2 separate regions of the Hordeum vulgare genome follow, and region 2 is linked to region 1. Evidence: chromatin contacts called from public Hi-C data. All regions are on one chromosome and are shown on one strand. Each heading gives the region's core, a stretch centred on a gene start, on an enhancer-like site or on the middle of the called end of the contact. The rest is flanking DNA. Distances are from core to core; before and after follow the strand shown.

Region 1 (3,408 bases), core at 437-2,936:
ATATACATGTGCTTCTCACAATCGCAACTATGAGATGTTGATACAGAGCAATAAAACGACAGTGTACATGATGTTGGCATTGTTCAATATTCCTGCAATTTAACATCAGTATTACGCTCAAGCAAACTACTGTATATGTGCTTGAAACTCTTAATTTCATGAAAACAAACACATGGAGAAAAAACCTTAGTTCATGCGAATATCATGACAGGTACTAAAAGATATAAATGAAAGTATACATCTGCAATTTAACATCAGTTTTAAGATGAAGCAAGTCATTATAGATATGCTTTTGAAACTCTTAATTACATGAAAACAAACACATGGAGGAAAAGCCTTAATCCATGTGCTATAGTAAGATGTATCAAGAGAATAGGCTTCTATCATCACACACACCTGCACGATCTCTTCCCAACTCGTCTTTTCACTGATACCCAATATTTGCCGGGCTTCTTGCTCAGTCATGGCCTTGCTAGCCCTTCGAATACCGTTCACAGCTTCCTGTGCAGCTCCGGTTCTCTGTGCATCTATAAGACAAATCAGGAATTATTAGTTGCATTCAGAAAACTGCAAGTTGCTCAGGCAAACAGTCAGGGAGATGTCTCTATGCATCTATAAGCAACCAAAAGGAAGAACAAACCTCGAAGTCAGCTTTACAATTACACATGAGAACTGTGTCCTGTGCAGGATATGGTCAATAATTCAGCCCATATCAGCATTCATAAAAAAAAAATGAATGTCTATTGAATCTTAAACCTGAACTAGTAAAAGTCATGGGTAGGCAAACAAGGGCCCTGATCTAAAGGCAAGAAACGATTCCAGACAGGGTCTAATGGAGTAAAAGGTGAATCAGGTTTTGGTTCATTCATAGTCCAATGCTTATTCAGGCTGCTAAATGAATTCCCTGTGCGCATCCTGCTTTGATACTAAATGATGATTATTCATGACAAGAACATACACAAAGCGTACATGATTACAAAATATCAAAAATTGCGTGCATCATTCATTCACATTTTAACACTGTAGCATTCATCACCACTCAGTTTTGGACAGCAAGGGGCACCGCGACATGTTCAGAAGGGGCAAAAGAAGGCATCTTTTGGCATCTGGCCCTGTGAGCTAGAGATACGGAGCAGGCAACAGATAGAGGGGGAGGGGGGGCACTCACTGACGATGGCCTGGCGGTAGGCCTGCACCACGGCCCTGCCGACGACGGCGCCGCCCATGACGAGGAGTTGCCCGAGGAGCCGTCCGGCCTGCGGAACCATCGAACCGGATCATCAGGCACGCGATTCACAAAAGCTGGAGCACGGATCAGATCGAGAAAAGTATCGAGAGGGCAGCGCACGTACCATCGCGCTCTGGTTCTGGTCCTCCCCTTCCTCTCTCCGGCGGTGGCGGACACCCTGGCTAGCTAGGCGGGCGCGGTTCTCGCGGGAGACGCGGTGCCCGTGAGGGAGCGCGGGACGGGGGCCGGTGGTGCGAGGCTGTCTTGTGGACGGAGGGGCTCGCTCCCTGGAGGCTTGACGCCGGCGGCGGCGGCGGCGGCGGCGAATCGCTCTCTGGCTGGCTGGCGGAGACGGGTTTGGCTTTGTGGTTGTGGCGAATCCGGGCTTTTTGTGCGTGTTGGATTTGGGTTTTCGTCTTGGGAAGCAAGAAAGACGTTACCCAACTGGGCCTGCAACAAACAACTCGAGAGTCCATCCAAGTGAGACCGGCGTTTCGGCTCTCGGGTGCATCTACACCCGTTCCGACGGAAAAAATCAAAATAAATATTAAAAAATTTAGATAGATAATTATATGCGTGAGGTCCGCTTTAATTTTGAGAGGCACCTGAGGCGCTCTTAGCAAAAAAGATAAAATCTGGGTCTGTGAAAAAGTTCATTGTTCACAATTTTTTTGACCCAATTTAATTTTTTTTGCTGAGAGCTGCTCAGATGTCCAAATGATATAAAATTTGGAACGAACCTTATGCATCAAATTATCTACTACACAAATTTTTTTTTGAATTTGTTGAATTTTTTAGTATTTCTTTTTATTTTTTTCGTGAGCGCGATCATTTGAGCCCGTGCTCAGAAGATGATTTTCGCCATCGAAGTGCTCTTCTTTATAAACAAAGAAAGAAAAAAAATATATACTTACCCCTACGAACGCGCGCACATGCTATCTTTACGAGCTTCTCCGAGAAATTATGCCGGTGAATTTTAAGGTTAACAAATTCATCACAGGCATCTCATAGCCGGTGAGCATGTCATGCCACTGCAAGAGCAACGTGGGGAAGATTGAAGTAAATAGAGAAAATATGCGAGTACCCGTGCCGACTCTAATATACCTGGATGGGTTGGTTCAATGCCACGGAGCTTCTAGGTGTGCTTAGAGCATCTCTAGTAGACCCCGTATAAGTGGACAAATCCTTATAATTTTTGCGTTTTGCAGTTTTGGTCGAAAAAATGTTCAGAACACAGACCATAAAAATGATCCAACTCGTAAATTTTTTAAGGGTCACCGAAAATGCACACCCGAAACCTTTATAATTGAAGGTTGGAAAGACGAACCGAGGGGGGGGGGGCGTATACTGGTCAAACCTCTTCGGAGCAAACACGCCACCGTGAAGTTTGCCCAAATAGCTCGACCTTGCAATGACCTCTCATGACCTCAGCCTGGCCGTTGGAATCTTCCCGGTGCGGCAGGCAAAGGGGCACGGCTCGGCCAGCGCAGTTGGCAATGGAGCAAGGCACTGACGGCGGAGGCGACGGGGCGCGGCCGACGAGCGACGGGGCGCAACCGACGAGGTTGGGCGCGGCCGACGTGGCCGGCACGGTCGGCTGGGGCGGTGGCGGACAGACTGGAGGAAGGAGTTCTTTATCCCAGTTTTACAGTATGTTTTACAGTATCTGTTCGGCTGTAGCTAAAATAAACCCTTAAAATGCTTTTTCGATCCGTATCGCAATTTTACAGTTTGCAAATTTAAGGGGTCTGCTAAAGATGCTCTTAGTCATCATCATGTTGGGCTTTGGCTCTAAATTTGCGAGGGCGTGTGTGTGCCTCCAAGGTTAAAAGTCACTTTAGTTCAGAGCTACATCAACGAAGAGCAGTAAAGCTCTCTGTAGAATTCCTCTAGGCGGCTAGAGGAAATTTGCCCGACAGACTGCACCGACGAGCCCGTGGATTCACCTCCATTTTTATGACGTTCCGATGGCCGATGACGGGGAGGGGAATCCCAGTGCCTCCGATACGGTTAGTAGTTTAGGTTAGGGTTTTTACATTTTAGTCCCCACAGGTACGACGCTCGGCCGGATGGCGGCCCTACTTCTTTGAGTTTGTCTTCTGGGCTTCGGTCCTCCTCGACTTTGTCAACTTGGACGTAGCGATGGAGTTTAGATGTATATTCCTTTCACCTTCTTGGGG
Region 2 (3,100 bases), core at 126-2,625, 280 kb after region 1:
CGGACTGGACAAATTCGACGCTCTATACGTCCGTGGAGGCACCCGGACTCGTCCGCTGACGTATCCGGACAGCCCTGCCCTCCAACATCCCGGGCCTCCCCACGAGGGCTGGTCGGTCTTGCACGCTCCTTCTCCGGCTCGTCCCTGCCCCTATCGTGAGCCCCTTCCTAGCTTTCATCCAATTAGTAGTTTTAGGTTTTGTTTTTTTAGATGGATGGATGCATTTAGATGGATATTAGATGGATGGATGGATGGATGGATGGATGTAGGGATATATGGTTAGATGGATTGATGGATGCATGATGTACTTCGCTTTTTTTATAATCTAGTTTACTTTGTTATTACATAGATATATAGATGGTTGGATGAAATAAAAGAGAGAACACTAGGACGAAGTTTCTTTTGATTGAGTGGTTAAGTACTTCATCGTGATAATATTGCTATGCAAAAATTGACACTTTTTAGAAAATTTAGCATTTTAATTATAATTTTGCCGGGAACACCTACGAGTGCCTATGTTTTGTCGAAATTTCAATTCATTTCTGTTCCGGTAAATTTTAGGCGCTCGATATATGCACCGTCTTTAGAAAAGGTCATGTTGAAACTTAGTTCATTACTCGATATATGCAATGTTAAACAATTGATGGTTTGGGTTGACTTTCAATCTGTTGGGATACTTGTGTGACTTTCAGTGAGGGAGAAGAGCGAATCCCGACTATTGTCGTGGGGTCGCTTCTCCTTCGTTCCCGTGTGCTAGAAATTCATGAAATCTACACCCACCTACTATTGATCTTGGAAAGAAAACTTGGCTCAGTTGGGCAATATTTTTATAGACAACCTCATTTGGACAACTGGCTTGGGAGATATTGGTGGCTTAAGTCCGCCCACTTGTGTGGCCTATTATTTTGCCATCATGTGCACTTACAAACGGGCCAATAGAGGTACGGAGATCAGAGAGGCCAGATAATTAGCAGGAAGTTTGGGTTAAAGGAGGAGTTTATCACAGTAAATTCCTCATGGAAGGGGGGCGGGACCCCTGTTGGTGTTTTATAGTAACAGATATAAAAAAAGGTCAATCATAACAGATTACATCAATAGATGGTGTTTTATGCAATAAATCCGATTTGTAAGTGTTCTTTGCAAAATTGACCGTAAAAGTTTGATGGTGTACCTGACATAATGCAGCCATCGTGGCGTAGTACGGCCATCTAGCCGAAGCCATCGTGGCGTAGTACGGCCATCTAGCCGGCCAACTTGCCCAAATATCTGTCCAGTATTTTGGACCTACATGCCATGTGGGACATTAGTGAGCACCATTACTCGAAATTCTGTGGTCGTACGCATTCACATATGTAGGGCTAAACTGCAACAGCCTGTTCACCCCCGTTGTAAGCTGGTGAAGCAGTACACTGCCGGAGACAGTGGTGGAGCCAGCGCCCGGTAACCCTGGGCAGTTGCCCGGGCTCGCTGGTTGCTGGACAGCGCAGGAAGGCTTGCCACGATTGGACAAACCCTGCTGCACATCATTGTTTACCCGGTCAAACTGTGCTGGGCTTCTTAAGTAACGGCTTAATTGGCTAATTTAGGCGTCGGAAGGCCCAAAAAATACTCACTAAGGAAGACGAGTTGTTACGTTTCCTCGTACGTGTCCTTCGTTTGTCACACGTATCGTGCAGATGACTGGCCGTGGCCGTGGCAGCCACTGGTGATCCATCTGCAGGAACTTTTTTGCATGCTGGATTGCTCGGCTCCTCCTTCGTTATTACTCACTCTGAATGTAAGTCTTCTTAAAAAAATTACTAGACTCTGCGTATGTATGTATATAAATATATTTTAAAGTATAAATTTGTTTATTTTATTTCGTATATAGTTTATAGTGAAATCTTAAAAAAAAACTTATATTCAAAAATGGGGGAGTAGGTAATATTGCTAATTGATTTTGAAATTGATAGAAATTTTGAGGTTAGGGCGCGGAGAATGATCCACAACTGCAGATGGTCCAAAATTTACGGCTCTAGTTTTTTTGGTTTAGATAGTTATATATTGAAATTTGAGAGAGAATTTATCTTCTTCAGACCTCTGCGCACCAATTAGAAATGAGCACAAAATTTTTAGTTAAATATTACCGCTTCGTTGGCTAGATAGAAACTAAACTGTCCATGTGCTGTCCGCGGGCGACATGGGGCGAGCCCGTCTTTTTTTTTTCTCACGCCTAATCTATGCACCCTTTCGTCATTGTTGCCGGCGGCTAGCTCCGTCGACTTCCTCCATGTAACCGACGGCGACGGCGGGGCTACGTTCCTGATGCCATTTGAGCGGCATGAGGCTTTCTTTGGGCTTGTTTCTTATTTTCTAACATAGCTTTGACCTTGTATGACTTACTTCTTGTTGACATGATTCTTTGTGTGTGTGGGTTTGTGTTGGTTGTACGCATTCTAGTTATGATGAAGCCCGATGTAGTCCATTATAATCACATCCCTCAATGATATTATTAGTCAACAAAAACACTCTAATTGAATATTAATTAAAAAAATCAAATCATTAAATTTTACTACATTATTAATGTGGATTTGTAGTTCGAAAGTATGGTGATATTAAATATTGTACATTTGAACACTCAACTTATTTCTAGATTACAAACTTAGGCTCAAACTCGCCCAGGCTTCGCAAAAGTTCTGGCTCCGCCCCTGATGGCGAGCACTTCTAAGGGATCATCCCGACTCAAGGACCTTTATCATCCATGTCATCTCCGCGTTTTAGATGGGTAACTCGAGAAATCTTCATTGGTTAGCAAGTTGGTGCTGGTGAACGAGTTGCAATACCGATGCTTCCATATAAATGCATTCTCTTCCTGAAGTGTTGGTAGTATTTTATCTTACAAAGATTAGTACCACGGAGAAGATGTCTTCAAGATTTCATTGTATTTCTGCAGGAAAAAAAAAGAGCTTTGATTGTATTCTCAGTTCTTTTTTCAAGGACTGTATACTTAATTGTATGAGTTATTTTGTAATTTTTTGGATTACTTTCAAAGGAGTGTGCCCCTAATATTTGCGAATTATCATGTGCTTCTGAAAAGAAAATACACAGTAGCTTCATTAAT

What was found. A called contact is a pair of places that touch in the nucleus more often than the background predicts.
Region 2: a contact with region 1 is called in a Hi-C map of leaf, with 5 times the contacts expected there. The contact joins the enhancer-like site here to the promoter of LOC123445599 in region 1. A contact is called at or near these places in 2 of 6 Hi-C or Micro-C datasets (both in leaf).

Annotation. Positions count from the first base shown.
Region 1 is chr3H:605,107,588-605,110,995 of MorexV3_pseudomolecules_assembly, forward strand. It overlaps LOC123445599 (mitochondrial import inner membrane translocase subunit PAM16 like 2-like), which reads right to left and starts at 1,687. Exons shown (of 4, transcript XM_045122607.1): 1 at 1,353-1,687; 2 at 1,169-1,256; 3 at 397-527. The coding sequence starts at 1,355.
Region 2 is chr3H:605,390,351-605,393,450 of MorexV3_pseudomolecules_assembly, forward strand. No RefSeq gene overlaps it. Among protein-coding and RNA genes, the nearest start is that of LOC123442224, 50 kb to the right of the region's middle. Within about 2 kb of position 1,376, at least 2 of the 3 cell types and tissues checked have open chromatin away from gene starts, as enhancers often do. A contact at or near this core is called in leaf, where this site is marked.